Regions from separate parts of the Mus musculus genome. Here all the other regions are linked to region 1. Evidence: chromatin contacts called from public ChIA-PET, HiChIP or PLAC-seq and Micro-C data. All regions are on one chromosome and are shown on one strand. Each heading gives the region's core, a stretch centred on a gene start, on an enhancer-like site or on the middle of the called end of the contact. The rest is flanking DNA. Distances are from core to core; before and after follow the strand shown.

What was found. Hi-C and Micro-C count contacts between places; a contact is called where the count stands out from the background. ChIA-PET counts read pairs in DNA pulled down with a chosen protein or histone mark. HiChIP or PLAC-seq counts read pairs in DNA pulled down with a chosen protein or histone mark.
Region 2: a contact with region 1 is called in an RNA polymerase II ChIA-PET map of memory CD8 T cells, with 20 read pairs. The contact joins the promoter of Ssu72 here to the promoter of Ski in region 1.
Region 3: a Micro-C map of embryonic stem cells shows a contact between it and region 1, with 4 times the contacts expected there. The contact joins the promoter of Mmp23 here to the promoter of Ski in region 1. A contact is called at or near these places in 2 of 39 promoter capture datasets (liver and pre-B cells), 1 of 484 Hi-C or Micro-C datasets (embryonic stem cells), 2 of 115 datasets of contacts at active chromatin or transcription factors (memory CD8 T cells and microglia) and 1 of 9 other capture datasets (adipose tissue).
Region 4: a contact with region 1 is called in an RNA polymerase II ChIA-PET map of memory CD8 T cells, with 48 read pairs. The contact joins the promoter of Cdk11b here to the promoter of Ski in region 1. A contact is called at or near these places in 2 of 115 datasets of contacts at active chromatin or transcription factors (memory CD8 T cells and pancreatic cancer cells).
Region 5: an RNA polymerase II HiChIP or PLAC-seq map of embryonic stem cells shows a contact between it and region 1, with 11 read pairs. The contact joins the promoter of Prxl2b here to the promoter of Ski in region 1. A contact is called at or near these places in 9 of 39 promoter capture datasets (3T3-L1-derived adipocytes, cranial neural crest, frontonasal cranial neural crest and 6 more), 2 of 484 Hi-C or Micro-C datasets (the G1E-ER4 cell line and neutrophils), 8 of 115 datasets of contacts at active chromatin or transcription factors (the SCID.adh cell line, astrocytes, bone marrow-derived macrophages and 4 more) and 1 of 9 other capture datasets (embryonic stem cells).
Region 6: a contact with region 1 is called in an H3K4me3 HiChIP or PLAC-seq map of embryonic stem cells, with 20 read pairs. The contact joins the promoter of Pank4 here to the promoter of Ski in region 1. A contact is called at or near these places in 12 of 39 promoter capture datasets (the 3T3-L1 cell line, the C10 cell line, the HPC-7 cell line and 8 more), 6 of 484 Hi-C or Micro-C datasets (embryonic stem cells, erythroblasts and neural progenitor cells), 9 of 115 datasets of contacts at active chromatin or transcription factors (the SCID.adh cell line, astrocytes, embryonic basal ganglia and 6 more) and 3 of 9 other capture datasets (adipose tissue, liver and macrophages).

What each region holds. Positions count from the first base shown.
Region 1 is chr4:155,220,751-155,224,214 of GRCm38.p6, forward strand. Ski (ski sarcoma viral oncogene homolog (avian)) reads right to left here and starts at 1,785. Exons shown (of 7, transcript NM_011385.2): 1 at 802-1,785. The coding sequence starts at 1,770.
Region 2 is chr4:155,703,191-155,706,654 of GRCm38.p6, forward strand. It overlaps Ssu72 (Ssu72 RNA polymerase II CTD phosphatase homolog (yeast)), which reads left to right and starts at 1,625. Exons shown (of 5, transcript NM_026899.3): 1 at 1,625-2,271. The coding sequence starts at 2,192.
Region 3 is chr4:155,651,460-155,654,923 of GRCm38.p6, forward strand. Mmp23 (matrix metallopeptidase 23) reads right to left here and starts at 1,925. Exons shown (of 8, transcript NM_011985.3): 1 at 1,569-1,925; 2 at 990-1,126; 3 at 763-902; 4 at 526-693; 5 at 1-136. The coding sequence starts at 1,721. Mib2 (mindbomb E3 ubiquitin protein ligase 2) reads right to left here. Exons shown (of 20, transcript NM_001369164.1): 20 at 3,009-3,464. The coding sequence ends at 3,296.
Region 4 is chr4:155,623,245-155,626,708 of GRCm38.p6, forward strand. Cdk11b (cyclin-dependent kinase 11B) reads left to right here and starts at 1,610. Exons shown (of 20, transcript NM_007661.4): 1 at 1,610-1,697; 2 at 2,287-2,410. The coding sequence starts at 2,300. Gm16023 (predicted gene 16023) reads right to left here and starts at 1,511. Exons shown (of 3, transcript NR_040441.1): 1 at 1,115-1,511. Slc35e2 (solute carrier family 35, member E2) reads left to right here. Exons shown (of 9, transcript NM_177186.4): 9 at 1-96.
Region 5 is chr4:154,897,513-154,900,976 of GRCm38.p6, forward strand. Prxl2b (peroxiredoxin like 2B) reads right to left here and starts at 1,531. Exons shown (of 7, transcript NM_025582.3): 1 at 1,431-1,531; 2 at 964-1,168; 3 at 616-667; 4 at 1-57. The coding sequence starts at 1,493. It overlaps Gm52690 (a long non-coding RNA gene), which reads left to right. Exons shown (of 2, transcript XR_003955190.1): 1 at 1-538; 2 at 919-3,464.
Region 6 is chr4:154,962,318-154,965,781 of GRCm38.p6, forward strand. It overlaps Pank4 (pantothenate kinase 4), which reads left to right and starts at 1,806. Exons shown (of 20, transcript NM_001305804.1): 1 at 1,806-1,952. The coding sequence starts at 1,829. Gm42363 (a long non-coding RNA gene) reads left to right here and starts at 1,960. Exons shown (of 2, transcript XR_881640.3): 1 at 1,960-2,152; 2 at 2,709-2,996. It overlaps Hes5 (hes family bHLH transcription factor 5), which reads left to right. Exons shown (of 3, transcript NM_010419.4): 3 at 1-54.

The sequences.
Region 1 (3,464 bases), core at 535-3,034:
ACTTCCTGTGGACTCCAGTGAATGATTTAGGTACCAAGTGGCCCAGGAAATGCCCAAGCAGATCTCACAAAGCTTTCTTTGACTCACATACAACACAGCCTGGGCTGACGGGCCTCCACAACCAAGCACAAGAGCAACATAAGGAAATGGGTGAGACCAAAGAAACTGCAGACCATCAGCAACTCCGGCAGGCCGCTGACCACGCCAAAGTGGCCTTCGACGTGCACAAACAGGAGACACCAGGGGCTGCAAGTGCCAAGTCTCTGCCAAGACAGCTAGCTAGCTTCACTTTAGCTGTCTGTGCCCCAGTATTTAAAGGAAAAACAGGAGAGGCAGTAAACATGCATGGATACTCAGCTGAGGACCACAGGCAAGAAAGCATCCCAGCCACAAGAGAGAAAGGGGCAAGCTTCATTCTCATATGGACAACTCTGTCAAGGTCCCATGGTGATATGGGCCAGAAAGTCACAGCCTAGGTCCAGGCACTCTAACCTCCCAGAGCTTGAAGTTGCCACTTTCTCAGACCTTCAGAGCTTAGCCTGAATGGTCAAGGGCTATGAGCCCCGAGAGGGCTCTCCCGTTTACTCTACTCCATAAGAGCAGCGCTCAGACAACACGAAGATGGCCTTACCCACAAGAGACCGACAAGCCCCCTACTTTTCTAAAATCAAATCAACCCAAGGCCTGATAAGGTCGAACCACGAGCCCCAACCTTTTGAACCCAGAGGACCCAGAGCAGAAGGACCCCACCCACCCACCTTGAGCATAGTTTGCCAACCCCCAAGACCCGGGGACACTTACCCGGGGCACCCTCCGCTTGTACTTGTTGGCATAGTCGAACTTCTCCTTCACGTCGTCCAGGCAGCGGCCAAGGCGGGCCTGCTCCTCCTTGCCCGTGTAGTCCTGGCTCAGCAGGATGTAGGCCCGCCAGTTGGCTGAGTCGAAGCCCCAGTGGCAGGTCCGGTTCTCCAGGGCCTTGTGCGAGTGTACAACGAACTTGTGCGGCGGGTACATGAGGCGGCAGTCGAGGCACTGGATGCAGGCAGCGCTGGGACTGCTGTACAGCTCGGGCACCAGCAGCCCTTTGCACTTGCCGAAGCACTCGTGGTACACGCGGACGCTGCGTTCGCTGAGCTCCAGGCCCAGCGCCAGGCTGGCCGCCAACTCCTTCTTGCAAGGCGGCGGGTAGGCGCCGCCGTAGAGCAGCGCGTTGCACAGGCGCTCGGCGTCCGTCTTAGTGATGAGCCCGCAGGAGGGCGCGGAGAAGGGCAGGATGCCCATGACTTTGAGGATCTCCAGCTGGTCGGCGGTGCAGCGCGAGCAGTAGATGTGCAGCTCATCGCACACGGAGTTGATCTGCTGCAGTGAGAAGTCGCGCAGCACCGAGTTGAGGATCTGCGGCAGGCACAGACGCTTCTCACCTCCCACCACGAAACAAGAGATGGTCTCCCCTTCCAGCACGGTCTCACAGCGCTCGGTGGAGCGGTCCGACGGCATGAAGAAGGGCCCGGGAAGCACGGGCGGCGGCGGCTGGATGGCAGGCAGGTGCAGCACGGGCGGCGGCTCCGCGGCAGTGGGCACCGGCGCCGGCACTGTGGCCGCACCCGCCTCCTTGGCGCTCTCCTTCTTGTAGGCCTCCTGCGCCCAGCGCGCCGAGAAAGCGGCCGGGCCGCCCAGCGAGCTCATGGAGCTCAGGTGGAACTGCTCCAGCGTCTTCTGCAGCCCCGGGTGCGGCTGGAAGCCGCCCCGGCCGGCCGCTGCAGCTTCCATGGTGCGATCGGGCTCCCCCGGCCGCTCCCGCTCCCGTGCGCCCGGGCCCCCACGGCCTCCGCCGCCGCCCCGCGCACCCCGCCGCCGCCCGCGACCGCGGCCACGACCGCCCCCCGTCGCCGGTTCACGGCCGATCACGGCCCCGGCCTCGGCCTCGCCCGGGGGCGCGAAGGCGAAGGCGGGCGGGGCGAAGGGGTCCCGCCGCTGGAGCCCGCCGCCGCCCGGGCCCGGCGCCACATCCACGCGCCCCGCGCCGCGCCCGCCGCCGCCCGGGCCCCCCGCGCGCGCGGCGCGCCGCCGCTGCCCCGCTCCTCCCACCGCGCGGCGCCCGCTCGGCTCGTCCCGGCGGTGCTGACCGGCCGCGTCGCGCCCGCCGCCGGCCCCTGGCGGCCTGCCCGCCCGCGCGGCCGCCTGCCGGCTCCCGGCCGCCCGCTGGCCCGCGCGCGCGGCTCCCGGGACGGCGGAGGCGCCTCTGGCCCGCGGCCTCAGAGCGCCGCGGCGGCGCGGGGCTCTGCGCACTGGGCGCACATCTTTCCGGCGGCTCGCTCCGGCTCGGACTGAGCGCCGGGAGCTGAGCTCACGCCGCCGCGCGCCGCCCCGCCCCGTACCGCCCCGCCCCGCCCGCGCCAGCCCCGCCTCCCGCGTTGTTTGTTGCCGTGCGTCCGCCTCAGCCGGAGTGCGGGCCAGGAATGTGACCAGCTCCGGGCGGGCTCTTCCAAGAACGCGCGCTCCCCCTCCCGGGCTCAGTGGCGCTCGGCTACGCCCGGACCGGACTCGGCCAAGCTCGGCTTTGTCCGCCCACAGCTCGACTCCGCTCGGCTCCCCCGTACCGGAGCTCGGCCCCTCTCGGCAGTGCTCGGCCCCGCTCGGCCCTACTCGGTACCGGCTCGGCCCTGCTCGGCCCTACTCGGTCTCGCTCGGCCCCGCCTTGTGGAGGCCACTGGAGGCGGCCACAGCGGAGGCGCCTGGGGCCCCCCTTCCGGCCGAGGCCGCTTCCTGCGCGGCTGGGAAGACTCCGGTCCTGCTGCCACCACGGTCTTGGGGCCCCCGAAACCCACAAGGCCCCTGCCACAACCACAGGCCAGCTGAGCGGCGGTCCGCAGTAGATCTGCGCCGCTGCCGCCCTACATCCCGGGGTTCCCGTTCTAGGTAGACACTGTGAAGTAACCTTCACTCCCCACACTGCTGGACGTCGTGCTCCACGAGACACTCATAACAAGGACACCACAAAACAAAACCCAGGTTCCCTTCCTCATAGCAAGGATGCCACAAAACATTCGGGTTCTGATACAAGAACGTCTCAAAGCACCCTAGGGTCGCCACACAACCGAAGTTCCTACCCCCATATGATAGGGGCAACACAAACACGCATTCCAGGTGACATAAAGGACACCACAGAACACTCATGCCAGGTTACTCTTATGTTGAGAAGATAGCTCAAAAACCCATGTGCCTGCACAAAGAACCACTCAAGGTCTTCAGAGCAGGACTGCCCAAAGTACTTCTGGGTTTCCATGTGTAGTGATATACAGAACTCCACACTCAAGAACAACACAGGATTGCAGAGCTCACAGCATGACCTAGGGATGCAGAGGAGGTACAGCTATGGAGAGTCCCTGTGTCACTCACTGGCAGGTAACACCGACTACCCCATGAACTGTGACCCAGCCTCTCATCAGTGATATAGGTACCAG
Region 2 (3,464 bases), core at 375-2,874, 480 kb after region 1:
GGGTCTGATGCCCTCTTCTGGTGTGTCTGAAGAGAGCATTGGTATACTCATATACATGAAATAAATAAATAGCACTGACTGTTCTTCCAGAGCTCCTGAGTTCAATTCCCAACAACCATATTTCACAACCATCTTTAATGGGATCTGATGCCCTCTTCTGGTGTGTGTGAAGAGAGCAACAGTGTACTCACATAAAATAAATAAATCTTTAAAGAAACAAAACCACCCAGCACATAGGCCTCAACAGCTAGTGTTCTCACACAAAATAAATCTTCAAAACAAACCAAACAAAGAAAAAGCCCAGCACATAGGCCTCAACACCTGACTAAATAGAAACATAGTCCATAAGTCCCCAAGTAAAAACTTCCTCAATGTTCTAATCTTGCTTTTTGACTTCCACAGTTCTGCTTCTCGCTAACTGAAGCATGCCAATCAAGATGGTCTTTGTACATAAAGTCAAAGAGCTGCAAGGCTCAAGGTTACATGATTTGGGCAAGTTCTCTGTGCAGCTAGCAGGCAAAAATAAAGACTTTCCTTTTGGCTTTCAGAGTGTCCACGTGATGGTCTCTGTGGGCTTACTCGCAACAGGTTCTCAATACTCTCCTCCTCATTAACACAAGGAACAATGATGGCAGACTTCAATAGCAATGAGGAGGTTCATAGTGGGAAATTTAGTTTCAAAATAGGACTGGAGAGATGGCTCAGTAGTTAAGAGCACGGACTGCTTTCCCAAAGGTCCTGAGTTTAATTCCCAGCAACCAAATGGTGACTCACGATCATCTGTAATGGAATCCCATGCCGTCTTCTGGTGTGACTGAAGACAGCCATAGTGTACTCATATATATAAATAAACTTTAAAAGAAAAAAAGGTTGCATGGAGGCTAGAAGATTCTAGGCCTAGGCAAACAGGTAGAGGTAGTCTTTGAGACAATTACTATAAGCGAATAAAATATACTTTTATAAAGGAGGGAGAAGGGATGAAAAAGAAAAGAGGAAGATACAGGAATAATAGGAATAAAGGGTAGATTACTGAATCTACGGCTTTTTTTTTGAGACAGGGTTTCTCTGTGTAGCCCTGGCTGTCCTGGAACTCACTCTGTAGACCAGGCTGTCCTCGAACTCAGAAATTTGCCTGTCTCTGCCTCCCAAGTGCTGGGATTAAAGGCGTGCGCCACCACCGCCCGGCAAAACACAGCTTTTGTTATACTTACTACACATTATCTACCTTCTTGTCCCTGACAATCTCATACTGCTCCAACTTTAAAGGAGTTCTCAGAATCTCCAAACAACTTATCTAATCCCCTTCACTTCTTGACCATTCCATTCGAGCTAGAGGGGACAGGTCACCAGGCAGGTAGGCCGGCTGTAAGTCGACCTGATTACCGAGTTCTAGGATTAAAGAAAAGTGTGAGGCACCACGCCCAGCAGCAACTCTATTTCTCTCTCCCCCTCTCACTTGAGATCGAGCTCTCAATAGGCAACCTAAACTGGCTTCCAACAGAGAAGCGATTTTTCCTGCCAGTTTTCCGATTGGCCGAACTTGAAGAGCCCGCTACCTCACCCATATTTTTCATATCGTTTACATGTTAAGCTGCAACGGGCTCACAGAGGAAGTGACGTGCTTCTAGAAGTCCAGTGACTCTGAGGAAGGTACTCGTGATAGAGATAGGGCACAAACCAAGTGCTGGAGCCCAGTGCATCTATGAAATTGGCAGAGTGACCACCTGGAGGAAACCGGAATGAAAAACGTCCCAACCACACCAAGAGAAGCCGCGGAAAGGACTTGAGACTCCCCGGACCCGCCCCAACGCCCGTCCCACTGAAGTTTTCAGTATTGCGCAAGCGCCGCGCCTAGCGCGTCATCCGAGGCGACGGTACATTAGGACGCAGGCGCGGCTCACACCGCTCCAGTTGCCGGCGCAGGTCCTGTGACGTCACGCGCCGGCGAAGGTGGTCCACGACCGCCGGCCTCGGCTGCTCTCAGGCTGATTCGGCGTCGGCCGGTCGCCCTCCCGCGCCGGCTGCAGTACGAGCCCAGGAGAGCACCGTCGGCCTCCCCACGCGTTGCGTTGCGTTGCGTTGCGTTCACTTCCGTGTCGCAGATTTCCGGTTACCGCCATCTTCCTCGCGCGGAAGCCGGCTTCTAGGTGGGAGCTCCGTAGCGAGAGCAGTGGGTAGTTCGGTCGGTGCCATGCCGTCATCGCCGCTGCGGGTGGCGGTGGTGTGCTCGAGTAACCAGAATCGGAGCATGGAAGCACACAACATCCTCAGGTAGTGCAAGCTCCACCTGCCCTCCGCCCCTCCCTCCTCTTTCCCACAGATTCTTGTCCAGACCCCGACCCTGTACTGACTGGGCCGCGGAGGTCGGGCCACGCCCGGCTTCCACGCTCAGCGAGCCCTCAGTGGGGTCCGTGCGCGCGACACCCTCGGTAGTGTAGGCATCCCCGTAAACCCTAGAGGTGGCCACACGACAGCTGGGGCCCTCTGGGTGCTGGACGACCGGGCAGTATCACGGGGTAGGCCAAGGTCTTTCCGTGCTGCGAAGGGTGCCTGGTGTTTATCTTTCCCGTATATGTGTCGTCCGGCCACCTTGGAAAGCTCTCCACACGTCACATCAAGATGGAACGAGTCTGGAAGCAACAACAGTGATCTGAGGTGTTAACGTCAGGGACTGTTTATTGCTGTCTTCGTTTGCAAGTCTCATGCACCAGCCACCACCCCTCTCAGCCCCATAACTTTAGTCAGTAATTTCTGGAGCACACGAATTCATTTGGTTCAGTGGGACCTCCTCATATTTCTTCACGAATTCACCAGTTTCTAGTAGGGCATTCATCTTTGATAGTATTTTATCTTAAAAAAAAAAATCTCTTGACAAAATGAGAAACTGATGCATTGTATTACAGTTAAAATGGGGGTTTGTACATTTCAACTTAGTGCAGTAGAAATGTCTTTTTTCCCCCAGAGTTAACTGTTTGTGAACTTTTAAAACTTTTTTAAATATTATTTTTTGGCAATTTCGGGTTTTTTTTGTTTTTTTTTTAACCCTCAAAACAGGGTCTCTGTGTAGTTCTGGCTGTCCTGGAACTCACTCTGTATACCTGGTCGGTCTCAGACTCAGAGAATTGCCTGCCTCTGTCTCGCAGCTACTGCAATTAGAGGTGTGCTGCTGGTTTTGAACTCACTTTTCACCTGCCTCCCTTGTGTTGTTATTACTAATAGGAGTTTGCCACCATACCAAGCACTGTCTTGTGTTTTCTTAGTCACCCAGAGTGTTAGTTGCCTATTATCTCAAATTCTAAAGTTTCATTCTTTGTAATGCTTAGTACATAGACCAGTAGTTCTCAACCTTCCTAATGCTGCGACCATTTAATATAGTCCTCATTTTGCAGTGACCCCCCCCAACAATAAAATTATTTTTGTTGCTACTTTATAATGCAGTTCTGCTTTTATGAATTGTAGTGTAA
Region 3 (3,464 bases), core at 675-3,174, 430 kb after region 1:
TCCTGGGACAGTGCCTTCCAGCCTCGCAATGTGGCATTGAGGTGCATGAGCGCCTGATCTTGCTGTGAGTGCATCAGGCCCAGTGCATGGCCAATCTCATGGGCTGCCACGTGCACCAGGTTTGTGAGCCAAACACCTGTGGGCCAATGGCTTAGTAGGGAGCCCTCAGCCCCTCCACTCCCAGTCTTGCTCCAGGAGGCCCAGCACTGATGCTGGGCCTCAGCCGCAAGCCACCCTTAACCCACAGCCAAGGAAGATAAGTATGTTTCCCCAGCCTAGGCTGTGAGCTTGGCCTTCAGGAATGCAACTCCAACTCCCTCTTCTGTGGCATGTGGGGGAGGAGGAGTGGAGGCGGGGACAACGACTCAGGCCTGTGAGACCCAGTGTTCCTCTTCCTTGATTGCTTGACCCTAATACTCAGCCCCAGGAAAGCCCCAGGAAACCCTTCCTGCCTCAAACCCTTTTGTAGTCCACACAGAGGAGAGAATGACACCCCCAGAAGGACAGACTAAGGAGTTGGGTCACCTTTCTTCCAACTGTAGCGTGTGGGGCCCAAGACCCAGTACTCGCTGTCATCAAAGTGAATGCCACCGTGGGGTGGGAAGAAAGCGTGGGCCAGTTCACCTGTGGGACCATCAAAGCAGTGGTGCACTGCAGAGACCAAGCAGTCGGTGTGGTTGACTGGGTAGAAACCTAAGAAAACACAAGGCTGCAATAATACCTGCGAGGCTGGGCGCGGTCGGGAGCTCTTCAGTTACCCACCTATCTTGAGGTCACTGGGACGTTCAGGGGCCACCTCACGGAAACTGAATGGGGAAACATCACTCCACATTCGAAAGGCAGCAGCCAGGCCCCTTCGCGTCTCTTCCGGGCTTAAAAGATTCCGGGGGAAGGAAAGAACTCTGTGGTGGAGGGCGGCGGTGATGTTAGAGTCAGTGTTGGTGTCTGAGTTATGACCTGACCACCCTCCTCGCTGGTCCAGGTGGCACCTGTATGTGAGGTTGAAGTGGTCCCAGCGCAGCCTGGCCGGTGTCAGCGTGTAGCGGCGTCTTCGGGTTACCGACATGGTCAACAGTCTGGGTACCTGGGCAGTGGAGCTGCCCACATTTGGCGCATCTACATTTCCCTTCATAGGGAGAAGTGAATGTGAGGAGGCCAGAGGAAAGTCTCTAGTGCCCGAGAGTTGTTATCAGAAGCAGACTTTAGGCAACGGGATAGAGGAAGCTGTGGATGAGCCCTCTATTAGGTTTTGGGCTTTAGGAGTTGAGCCAGCCATGGTGGCGCATGCCTTTAATCTCTGAGCGCAGAGGCAGATGGTCTACAGAAGTCAGCCCGGGCTACACAATGAAATCTTGGCTCGGGAAAACAAAACAAAACCTATTGGGAATGGGCAGAGTTGGGGATGGATGCGGTCTCCCACCTCCAGCGGCCGCTGGACACAATGACCCAAGATTCTCGGAACCAGGCACTCACATGCCATCCCACAAAGCCCCTCACACGCGGGCCCCACTGATACACCCTCAGATGCTGACCCGCTCCTCGCACTTACTAGCCTTTCGTCCTCTCACCTGAGCTGCCCTCCAGGCGGTCTCGGTCGGCGCCCCTAGCCACTCCAGCAACGCCAACGCGGAGAGAAGGCACAACCCGCTCAGGGCAGCCCCCAACCAGCGGCCCTGTACCGCGCCGGACGCCTCCGGACGGAGACAGGCCCGGCAGCCCATGGCAGACTCCAGTCGGGTTAGGGCCACAAGGGGCCGCGCGACGTAGGGACCTGGATCGCAGAGCTGGGGCGGAGTGGGAAGGGGATGGGCGGCGGACGGCTCGAGTTACAGCCCTATGGTGAAGAGAGGACCCGGCTGCGCTGGCTCAAATAAGGAACCGACTCGTTAAGTCTGGAACCGTCCGCATCCCCCGGTGCGATTCCAGGAACCAGGCCGAAGGGTCGGCGGCAGAGGCCAGAACACACCCTACAGTGTCGGGGGGTCTGTCAGAACGCGAGGCGCCGGGGCTCAGATTTGGGGTAGGGGCATCAATTGCTCCCCGCACCCACTGGTCGGAGTTGAATGACATTTGGCTTCCCCCCTCAACCCTCTGGTACCACAATGAAATTTGGGAGGGAAGCCTCGGTCCTGGACCGCAGTGACTGAGTGTAAGGAGCATACCCGCCAGAGGGGAGCGCAGAGCGAGGGGACGTGGCAATGAGAGCAGGGTGGCTGAGCGAGCAGAGAGGAAAGATGCCTCAGGAAAGACAAGGAGACCAGCGGGAGTCCTTAGGGCAACTGCTTTAACCAGAGGGTGCTCTCGTTGGTCCAGTGCAGGAAGTTTGGGGAAGGTGCCAGCACCTGGAATCCCTGCCTCAGAGGAGAGGGGATTAAGGCAACTGAGTCAGGAACTGAGTGTGGTGGTCTGGCGCGGTAGGGTTAGGAGGCAGGAGCTATGGTCCAAGGCCTGAAAGCTAGACCCGGCAGCTGATGGCTGTGCTGGGTGGGTACCGAATGAACGCGGCATGGCAACCGAAATTATGCCAGGCACAGCTGCGATCCCGGGACGGGACGGAGCTGACTGTGGGTGGGTGAGAGCAGGCGCAGGAGCCGGGGTTTTCTCCCTCCCAGTCTTCCACTCCGACCTTGGACCCTAGGTGACAGCAACAATGTACTTGGCCAGCAGAGTCAGAGCCAAGCAGCTGGAGTGCCCTGTGGCCCGTAATAGCTGCGCTGGAAGTTCTTGAAAAGGGTCAGCCATCTGCCCCCTCCCTTCCTTACTAAGTGTTTGTTCCAACAAGTGGACGGACCCTCTCTTGCTTCTTCACTCAGCCCCAACGTAACTGTCAAGAGCTTGGCGGCTTCCAACCCAACTCCCTCCTAGCCAGGACCCTCTCTAAGTCGTGTTGCTTTGACCAAAACCTTCACAGTTCAAGTCCTGCCCCAGAGGGGCGGAGGGAGTAATAGGCAAGGGGAAGAGCAAAGGGGGGTGGCCCTCTTATAGGGGCGATAGAAAAGCCACGTGAGCCTTTTGGAGTTTCCGGACGGACCATCTTGTGTCAAACCAAAGCCAGCGCGCACTTTTGGCGGGCTGCATCCTCATCCAGAGCGTTCCTGATCTCCAGGCAGTCTGGAGCCTGATGCCGGGCGGGGCGTGGGGTGGGGCCTGGGCAGCGGGGGAGGGGCGGTGAGGATCTCTGGGGCCTGCCCAACACCCTTAGGCAAGGAACAGGAAGCAAAGTCCGATAATCTTTTTATAAAATACAGGGGTTTTGAAGGAAGGTCTGCGATCAGCCACGGCGTGTGGAGTGCGCTCACACGAAGATCTGAATGCGGTCGCGGATGGGCTGGCGGCAGATGGGGCAGGCGTTAAGCGCGGCGCCACAGGGCGCGCACGCTCCATGGCCGCACTGGAACACCAGGCGGATGTGGCTGTCGATGCAGATGGGGCAGGTGATGCGCTCCTCCATCTGCCTGTAGCGG
Region 4 (3,464 bases), core at 360-2,859, 400 kb after region 1:
CTTTCAGTATTTAAATAATTATATTAATGCCTCCTAGAAAAGAATTCTGTTAGATAATTCAGTGATTCCTGAAATAAATTGGTATTGTGTAATTAATCCTGCAGTAGCCTCCTCATTCTTTTTATCCAAGCTGCCAATGGTTCTTGTATGAATATGAAAACATGTAACTATTTTGTTCGTTTGGTTTCCTTTTTTTTGATACAAGGTTTTTCTGTGTAACCCTGTGGACCAGGCCACCTTTAAACGGTACCTCTGTCTACAAAGTGATAAGATCGAAGATGTGAGCCACCACCACCTGGCTTGTATAACTCTGTTATGTATGCTACTGAAATCAGACTTAGTTTCCAAGTCACTGATAACTCTGGAGGCAAAGTAAGAGCTGGGATCACAAAGTGTTTCACTCCAATATCCCTCATTTTTTTCATACACTAGTTGTTATATTCTTTCACATCTTACCATTTCACAGTCATAACTAACAGTGGTTTCCTTTTCATTTTGTTTGTTTCTGACCCTAACTCAAGAAATTTAATCATATTGCTATTTTTTGTTTCACGATACAGAGCTGCTTTTGTAGCCTTGGCTGTCCTAGAACTAGCTCTGTAGACCAGGCTGGCCTCAAACTCACAAGAGGTCCGCCTGCTTCTGTCTCCCTAGTGCTGGCATTAAAGGTGTGCTCCACTGATGCATGGCATTGCTTTTTGTTTGTTTGTTTTTTTCCCCAATACCCACAGGATAACCTGACAAAAACAAGCAGCTGGAATTTTCCTTTCTGCTCTCTCTTCCATAAGCCCTGATAGGTTAATAGGTTTTTAGTGGAATCGTAAAAACCTTTAAGACCTTCAGGTGGTTTAAGTACACGTTTGAGAAGTGTCTAGACACTTCAGCATTTAGAATGAAAAGAAAACAAAAAGAATACAGAGATACAGGCCAGAAATAGAGGCTAGGTCTACGTACTAAACTCTATTTCAAAGCAAAACAATAACATAAAGACTCAACCACTATCGTAGGCCAAGCAGAAGAGGTTGTTTTAAGGAGGTTGGCTGAGGAAACTGGATTCGTTTCAATGTTTTCTTGTGCAGGGGACTTCCTCATCATAGGATGTTAACTAGCCTACCTGTGAATTCAGCTTCCTGGGTCCTGGGTAGGTCAGAAAGACAACTTGTTTTTCCATTGGATGGCACGACGCCACTTTGGAGGCGTCTATACGTCAGAGCAATTAGTCTGATGGGTAGAAACAAATGTCTGGCTGCGGAAGGTTGAGTGGCACAAGCAGCTTGTCACGAGTGCAAATGCTGCTCGGCCTGCAGACTACGCTACCGAGTGCCTGGAGGTAGCCCTGCCTGGCAGAGCGAAGGTGCAGCGGGAGGCACGGTTTCCGGTTTCCGCAGACGGCCGAGCGCATCGTCTCGAAACGTCATCTCTCGGAGACACCCCAGGACGTTACCAGACGCTACTTCGCTTTTATCCGCCCAGCCTCGCGTCGTTGGCAGGAGCCAACTCACGATGTAAGGACACTTCCGGTGCGCGCAAGGTACTGTGGGGCGGCCAAAAAAAGTCGAGCGCACACGCGGTTCGTCGTCGTCGTCGTACGTCATCATCACGCTTCCGCGGAGGAAGTGACGACAATCCTGGCGCGCGCCGGGCGCTGTTCCTTCCCAGACTCCAGGACCGGCTGCGGCGGCTGTAGCGGCGCAGGGGTGAGTAGCGGCGCGGGGGTTCGGAGCAGGGTTTACGGCGCCCCTGAAGAATCGCGGCTGGCGACACGCTGCTGCCGCGGAGCAGTCTCGCTCCACACGGAGCTGAGGGCGGTGGAGGCGGCAGGCCTGGCGGCCCCCGGAGCCGGCCCTTGCCTCAGGTTTGCGTGACTGAACCCTCAGAAGTGGGACCCCGCCCCGGAGTCCCGCGCTTGACAGTGCACCTTGATCTTACCTGTCACCCAGGCCTCCCCGCGTCCTGGAGCTTTCTCATACAACCTTTTGACACCTAAGGCAGAGTGTGTTGAGTGCGAGGCACTGAAATGACCTGGATGGTCTTTCATCCTAGAACAGTACCGTTACGTGGATGATGATGGTTGCGTTTTACGGAAAACACTGAGGTAAACTAAGTTACCCAAAACCTTACAGGAATGACAGAAACGACAGTGTATTCAGGCAGAATCCTTCCGACCTACCGGGACTTACTCTGAAACACTAACGATTAGACTTAAGTGTTCGGAAAAGACAGACCGACAGACCGACCGTAGCTTTCTGTGTCCCGAGGTTGCTTGAATTGTTTTTCTTTTTGCAGTGTTTTAACTCAAATGGGTGATGAAAAGGACTCTTGGAAAGTGAAAACGTTAGATGAAATTCTCCAGGAAAAGAAACGAAGGAAAGAACAAGAGGAGAAAGCAGAGATAAAACGCTTAAAAAATGTAAGCTATGTTTTTTAAGTAAGTGGTTTTCTTAAAGAAGATTTAATTTCTTTGCCCTCATTTTTCCATTAGAACAACGCTTCTTCGGTGAAGTTCTTTTGTACTTCCAAATGTCACAGGTGAGCCCAAAATCTATTCTAAAATTAACAAAAACATTCATATACTCAGTTGACGTTGAAGATAGATTAATAACACACTGAAGCTGTATCGAAATGAGAATATCTCGTTACAAAATAAAATATTCTGAACCTAGAATCATTACTGCCACCAGACTAATTTTTCTCATTTCATTATTAGTATATTCATAATACCATTTACCAAGCATTTTTAATAAAGTGGGAACTTTCCTTGCAATTAAAATGAGTGCTTTGTAATTACCTTGCTTTGGATGATGATATATTTAGAGTCCTTAGGTGACTGGATAAGAAACATTGATATAAGTGCTTCTTATTGTCAATATATGTATGATGTATTTCGTGTGTAAAAATCCAACTAAAGTCTTAGTTTTGGCTCAGAAAAACTAACGTTCATATAGTCTTATGACCCTTATCATGTACAATGTTTTAAATTTTCTGTTCTCAGGTTTCAGGTTACCAAAAAAAAAAAAAGTGATTTTAATTACATGAGTTTTGAACAAAATTAATATTTGAAGTTTCTATTCAAAAAATGTATATTTAGAGTTGGTTAGCAAACTTCAATTATCCTTAAAGATATTTAACCTGTACAACCTTTAATCCTAACACTCAAGAACTCAGGAGGCTGAGGCAGGCAGATCTATTGAGTTCAAAGCCAGCCAGTGCAATGTATATTTTATGTATATGTATAATTATATATATGTGCATTTGTATGTATGTGTGCATATATGTGTATATATGCATATATATATACACACATATACTTCCTATATATGTGTGTGTCTGTGCATATATATAGTGAGCTACGTATGGTGATGTACAGTGATGTACAGTGATGTAACCTCAGCATTTTGAAGACGGAGGCAGGTTTCTAGCTCAAAAACCGTCTTGAGCTACATAACAAGTTATTTTTCAAAGAT
Region 5 (3,464 bases), core at 281-2,780, 320 kb before region 1:
GCTACATCACGAACAGGTTTTCCCAGGGCAGCTGGTAGGATGCTTAAGCTGTTGTACCTACAAAGACATAGATAGGGTCCCTAGTCCAGATTCTGGTGGAACACAAGTATCCACACCTGTTCCCAGTGTCCTGCCCCACCCACTTATCTAACCCAGGGCTCAGGCAGATCAGCAACCAGTCTAACTAGGCTCTACACAAGCCCTGAGAGCCCCCAGGTTGAATACAGCTAGCCTTGGGGGCCCTGGAGAGGTGGTGTGGAGTGTGGGGAATGAGCTCCAAGCTGGGTGTGCCCAGGGATCTCGCTTAGCCGGCACTGCCTATCATGACAGGCAGTCTGTGGCAACAGAGGACTGCAATGAGCCATGGCTAAGGCACTGGGCTCCAAGGTCCCTCCTGTTTATGAAATAGCAGACTTCTGAGGACAGGCCTGCCTTGGACCAACACCCATTAGAAGACTCAAAGAAGGGCTGGCTGAAGCACCAGTGTCAGTTTCCATGAGACAAACTGGAGAGCAGAGCAGATGGCAGTAGCAAGAAGGTACATAAGAGAGCGGTGGCCACTCTGTCCTCCTGTTGTCCCTGGTTAGACTCATGCCCACAAACAGTCACACTTACCGCTTGAAGCCCAGCTCCTTATAGATTTGCTTGCTCTCATCAAGGTAGAGTTCTAGAAAGGAAAGCCACAGCTATGTGCCCCAGGCTTCCTACAGTCTGTCCCCTCCACTTACTGTATCCAGCTCCACCCACCCAAGCCATGAGTAGCAAGGCAGGATTGAATGTCACCACTGCTTAAACGGGAAGGGCAAGAGTCACTGGGACTTTGCCACTAGGTCTGGGCACCAGCCAGGGCACAGGCTGAAGGCAGGGCAGGGAAGAGCTGCATATGCTGACACATGAATATGTTCTTGTTGGGCCTAGAAAGGGAGAGGTCAGCCCAGGCTCTGAGTCCGGGAAGAGTCGCACCTCCTGAGAAGTAACCACCATCCAGAAACTCCTGCAGGCCCAGGGCCTCAGGCCCCACGCCCACCAGGCGCACATCGTGTTGGTCCAGGATGCTCCGGAGGTTGCTGAGGTCCTGGGCGATCCAGCGGCACACCATGCAGCCGAAGCGTCGCAGACCGGCCACCACACAAGCTTTCTCCTGCCATAGGCTCCGCAGCTCCACAGCCTACAGAATGGATCGGTCAGGGGACATGGGCTCACCAACCCCCTATGCCCGGCAGCCTCACATGTCCCGCAGCGTGCTGCTCCAAGATTCGCAGCTGACTGGTCCTCCTGATGGTTCCTCTGTGGACCATGAGCTGTACCCACGCCCAGTACGCGAACTCATAGGACCCCTCAGGACCTCCACTCCAACCCATGTGAGTTGCCAAGGCTCTGGGCCAGGTATTAGGGGAGGCGTTCTCCGCCCTGCGCGAGCCAAATCTCACCTCCCCAGTCACTGCATGTTTCAAGACACACGCTCCTACGCGACCAAGGTCCACCACATTCATGGCCTCCTCCGTCCCTTTCTGCTCCACGGTCCCTTCTCGCAGCCTGGGGAGGCTCACTCTGTCCTGCGCAGCCTCTTCAGCCAGCCTATGCCCCGCCCATAATCCCGCCCCAGTCCTGGTGGGCACCACCTCCAGGGGGTTCAGGTCACATGACTGTGCGCTTGTCTCGCCCCAGGCTCCGCCCCTGATATTAGTATACAGGCACACCCTCTCTCCAAAGAGACAATCACTGCAGATCTCTTTGCCTAAGCCTAGGTTGTTCTCATATGTATAAGCTTATTAGCCAATGGCGTAGCAGGTAAAGCTCAATGGACAGTCTGCAAGCGGTGCGCCTGCGCAGAATGCGTTTGCGTGGCTCTCTAGCGTTTGCGTAGCTCTCCACTAGCATCAGGTGGTCCCTAGTAGTGCAGCAGGGTGGTAGAATTAGAGCCAAAAAGTTGAAACGGGGAATCGAACTCACAAATCACTAGTGTGAGGAACAGTAGGGCAGCCGGCACTTACAGTAGTGAAAGGACCAGCCTTTCCAAGTCTAAGTTCCTGCTTTGCATTTTCGCGAAATCCTATTAACTTCCATCGTAAAGTACCATTTCCTGCTGTGTGGATGTCAGTTTTTAAACTACGGGCTCTCATGTACAACAATCCAAAGGAGATAAACAGGAGCTCGCAGTGGTGTGTCCCTAGGAAGAGTAGAAGGCTCAGGAATCCACGTGTTCTGTCCTTTCCTCACTAAGTAAGCCCTGTGATGCTTTCTAGGGCCATGTTCAAGCATCTGACAGATGTAGAGGCTAGGAAAGGAAGAGAGCCACCACAAGATACCTAGCTGAGGCTGAACAGCCAGGCAGGAAGTTAGGAACCATACATATCACTGTGTCAAAAGGAGAAGCTAGAGAGATGGCTCAGTGGTTAAGAGCACTAGCTGCTCTTGCAGAGGGCCCACGGTTTGGTTCCCAGCATCCCTACAGCGACTCACAATCCTCTGCAAGTCCAGCTTGAGGGCATCTGATGCTCCCTTACGGTCTCTTCAGGCACCAGGCACTCACATTGGGCCCAAACCTATGCAAGCAAGAGTAGGCTGGGGAGGTGACTCGGTAAAATGACAGAGACCTGTAATCCCATGTCCTGGGGGAAGCAAAGGCATGAGAATCAGCAATAGACCTTGTCTCAAGAAATACGATTGAGAGGCACTGAGTAAAACACTCAACCGCTGGACTCCCCGGGCACACACAAGTGCACACAGGTGTGCAAAGGTACATTTTAAAAAAGGAAAGAAAATAAAGTTGCAGAATCAGGAGGAGCTGGTCCTGTAGAGCAACTGGTCCTGGAAGCACCACCAGAAGAAATCCAGAGATGGGGCTTCCTCTGCTTCCTGTTAAGTGTTGAGGGGTACAATGCGAGGGTCCCAGGAGCATGGGAAGATGTCTGCAGAAAGTGCTGCATGTTGAACAGGAAGAGCCAGCAGGCCCTTCCCTGAGGCTGCTCACTCACATATGCCTACACAGTGTGACAGAACCCACCTCGTCTTCATGGAGCCCCAGGTAAGACAGGTCATCAGGAGCAGAGGATTGTAGAGTCTTTGTTCCAAGTTTTATAGGTTAGAGGTACCTAGTCCAAGGACCTGAAAACACTTGTGGCCATTCCTTTCCCAGCTCAAGGACCTGAAAACACTCGTGGCCATTCCTTTCCTGTATTTCCAGAATCCTTCCAGGGATGTTGATTTCCTATGCTTTGGGGTAGGGTTGTTGTGGTTTTCCTCCAGTGCCTCTCTTGCGTGATCATTTTAGTTTCTGCTTTTATTGGTTCTTATGCCAAACCAGTAAAATTGGACTGGCATAATCTTGACTATCTCATATCAATGACATGTGTGGTGGTTGGAATAGGCTTAGCTGTCATAGACTCCATGGGTTTGAATGCTTGGCCCATGGGCGGTGGCACTGTTAGGAGGTGTGGCCCTTGTTGGAAGAAGTGTGAAAC
Region 6 (3,464 bases), core at 556-3,055, 260 kb before region 1:
ATGTGGGAGAACACAGGCTGTTCTGAAGGCTTCTAATAAAATATCAAGCCCTCCATGTCTGTGCCTCTCGTCTGTCCTTAGCAGCCTAGGGGCAGCCTGCCCGGTGACCGGAGGTGGAACAGTGGGATCTACCATGTTCACAGTGAAACCGGGATCAGGAGGAGTGCTTGCTGGTGGTCCTCTGCCATAGAGGAAAAAGGGAGGGCAGGAGGTGGAGAGGAGAGGGGCATACAGAGCTGTTGTTGCTCTCATGGTGAACAAGACCTGGGTGGCCGCTGGGGGTTTCTGCTAGCTCCCAGGTCAGGGTAGGGGAAGAGATCCTAACAACTGTAGACTCTCTGCTTTGTCCACTGAGAGGAAGCTGAGGGCCTCAGTGGACCTCTTGCTGCAGCAAGAGGCTCGGCTGTGCCGAACCTGAGAAAGTATCTGTTCTAGCTCCCGCTTCCCCTTAGTTCACCTGCTTAGGCGATTCATAAATGCCCTCCCTTCCACAGAGCGACCAGGGCCAGGACTGACCCATTCCATTCAAACTATGAGCCTGGTAGGTATGGGCTATTGTCTAAGACAGGGTGTCCGCTTTAAGGCAGGCTATAGGTTAGTCAAGTTCACAGGGCTCTCCAAAGGCAAAACCCATGGAGCAAGAAGTGGGAAGGTGTGTCTACATGTCTTCTGAAGGACAAAGTCATAGATGTGGCTCCCATCCCGACTTGGATCTTTCCCATCTAGAAGTTCATTAGCCACCACCCCCCTCTTATTCCTATCCACTCTGCCAGGGACCACCTGAGGACCCTTCTGTGACCCACGTATAGTAAGCAAGGACAGAGAACCTCATCTGCACTCATTTAGCTTACCACAGGAGCAGCAGAACTTCTACAGATGGGGAGGAGGCCAGTGCCCTTGTGGAGTGTCCTACACACAGGCCGGGCATACTCCACTTACAGGGACTGAAGTTGCTGGGTCACCTCACTCTCAGGAGCCCTGCCACTCTGGAGCAGGCTCTCCCATTCAGAGTACACCCACTCTGTTGGCAGGCACATACAAGGTTGCCTCCTCTCGGAATCAATGTAGATAGATATATGGCAGCTGAGCCTGCGCACTGCCTCAGTCCTGTGCTCCAGGAGCCTGGCAAGTCAGTGAGCAACTGCCTGCAGACAGAACCTTGCAGAGAGCGAGGTATTAAGTTACACGATGGCCCTCTTGGAGGACACAGTGCTCTCTCTCAAGGGACTTAAATCAACAGGAACTCCAGATCACCTCCACTTTGAAGCCCGGTCCCCTCTTCCATGCGCCCTCTCCCTTTCCCTCCTATACTTTGCAAAGATTGCTGTTAAACTGCCGATCTTCCCCAGCTGCAGACGCACGACCCTATTCATATCCCTTCCCCCTGGCTGGGCATTTCTCGAATGTAGGGTCTTTAAAACTACTCCAATTAACATGGGAGTTTTAGAATTGAAGGTCCCACTTCTTTGGGAAACCAGGATGGTGGGTCACCCTAGCAGAAATTACAGCAGCTTGCAGGGCCAGCCTCACAGCAAGGAGATATGAAAGCACGATCGCCAAAATCAACCCAAGTTAGCATCTAGCCAGCTCAGCGAAAGAACAATATTCCAAAAGCTTCATATTGGTAGTTTGGAAAATAACGGCCCTCCCTTCCCAGTCCTGGCCTCTGGGACACTTGCTTGTCTAGGACGGTCGGGTGGCCTGGCCTCCAGCACAGGCGGACGGGGGGCGGAGACTCATTAGCATAATTTATGCACGCGGTCGTTTAGCAGTCAATTATATGCGCATATATTTCCATGGCTGATGAGGCTGGCCGGGCACTTTCAAAATGGCGGAGCGTGGAGCGAGTGGCGGCGGGAGCGGCGGGGACAGTCTGGACAAGAGCATCACGCTGCCCCCCGACGAGATCTTCCGCAACCTGGAGAACGCCAAGCGCTTCGCCATTGATATAGGTAGACACGGACCGGGTACTCAAGAAAGTGGCCGGAGCAGTGGGCGCGGGCGGCCAGCCAGCGGGGGCGGCGGGAAGGACGAAGGGCGGGGGCGCGGGCCATGCGCACAGCCTCACGGGTCGCCGCACAGCCTCTCGGGACTCATAGTGTGCGCGGCGTCAAGGTGCGGGACCGAGCGGGCTGTGGGACTCCAGCTCCCGGTAGGCGCTGCGCGGTTGGAGCGGGGCACGTCGGGCCTCGTAGTCCGCGCAGCGCCGGTGGCTCAGTGGAGGGACGGGCGGGGCGGGTGGCCTCGGGGGTCCTCATCTGCTCAGAGTCCCCCGGGATGAGGCTGGCCATGGCCCCGCGGCGCACTCCGCCGGAGTTCCGGCTTCCCAGTGAGCTGTGGAGACGTTGGGCCTGGACACTTGTCGAGCGCTGCAGCGTGGACCGTGGCTACGGCCGCCGCCTCCTGCGCGCCTAGGAGTTCACCTTCCTGCCGACCCGCTACAGGCCCACCTTAGATCCCCTTCGCGCGTTGGGCAGCCTCATGCCCACTAACAAGTCCTCGGGGGAGGTTCTTTCATCGCCCTGGTGTGCAGATGCGGAGACCAAGGCACAGAAGAAGGCTAGCTTTCTCCGTGGTCTCTCTATTCGTAGATCCAGGATGGGAGCCGGCCAACGCTCCCCCTCCCCCTCCCCCACCCCTACCCCTGTCCCCCAAGCTCTCTGCTCTGCATCCTGTTATTGAGGAGCTTTGTACCCAATTGCTTGCAGGCGTTTCCCCGCGTATCTCTTGATGCCAGCATTGTCAGTGAGGCCCCACACAGCCGGGCAGCATCCGCAGTCTTGGACTTATCTCCGTGAATCAATGGGTGTGCTGCTGGCTCTTAGCCTCCTTGGAAAGCCTAGGTTGTTAAGAGACTGTGAAGAATCTCGTTACTTCTGGAATATTGAATAAGTCCCCCACCCTCTTGCTTTTGGGTTGTCTCTCTGACGTGTTCTTCCTTGGGAGGAATGAGGAATGGAAGAGAAAGTAAAGATGGCCTGCTGGCTTGTCCTGTGTTCCAGCTTTATCAAGGGCTCAGGAGGGTGGTGGAGTGGGCCAAGATTCTACTAGCACCTGAGATAACTCGGTGACTGGCTGTATATTAGTTTAGAAGTGATGAGCTTGCAGCCCCAGCAGAGGGGACTGTCCACAACCTGACCTCTCCAAAGGCCCCAAGGCAGCTGTTCCAGGATCCTGAAACCTTCACTCCAGGGCTGGGTTTTATGCTTTGCCCTGTGGTCTTATACTTATTCATTAGGAAGGAGGCAAAATTAAATAACTGTGTCTGGAAAGCAGGTGAAAATGAATTCAAACATCATCAGGCAGTTAAGAAAATAGGGTTCACCTCAGATAATCTATTTGGTACCTAGAGACCATCTAACCAACAGCCAATAAAGCATGAGCTGTAGTAGAGAGGTGCCTTCGAGCTGAAGGCCTGAGGCCAGACCAGGGCTGTCTGGACAGAAGGACATTGCAAGGGATGT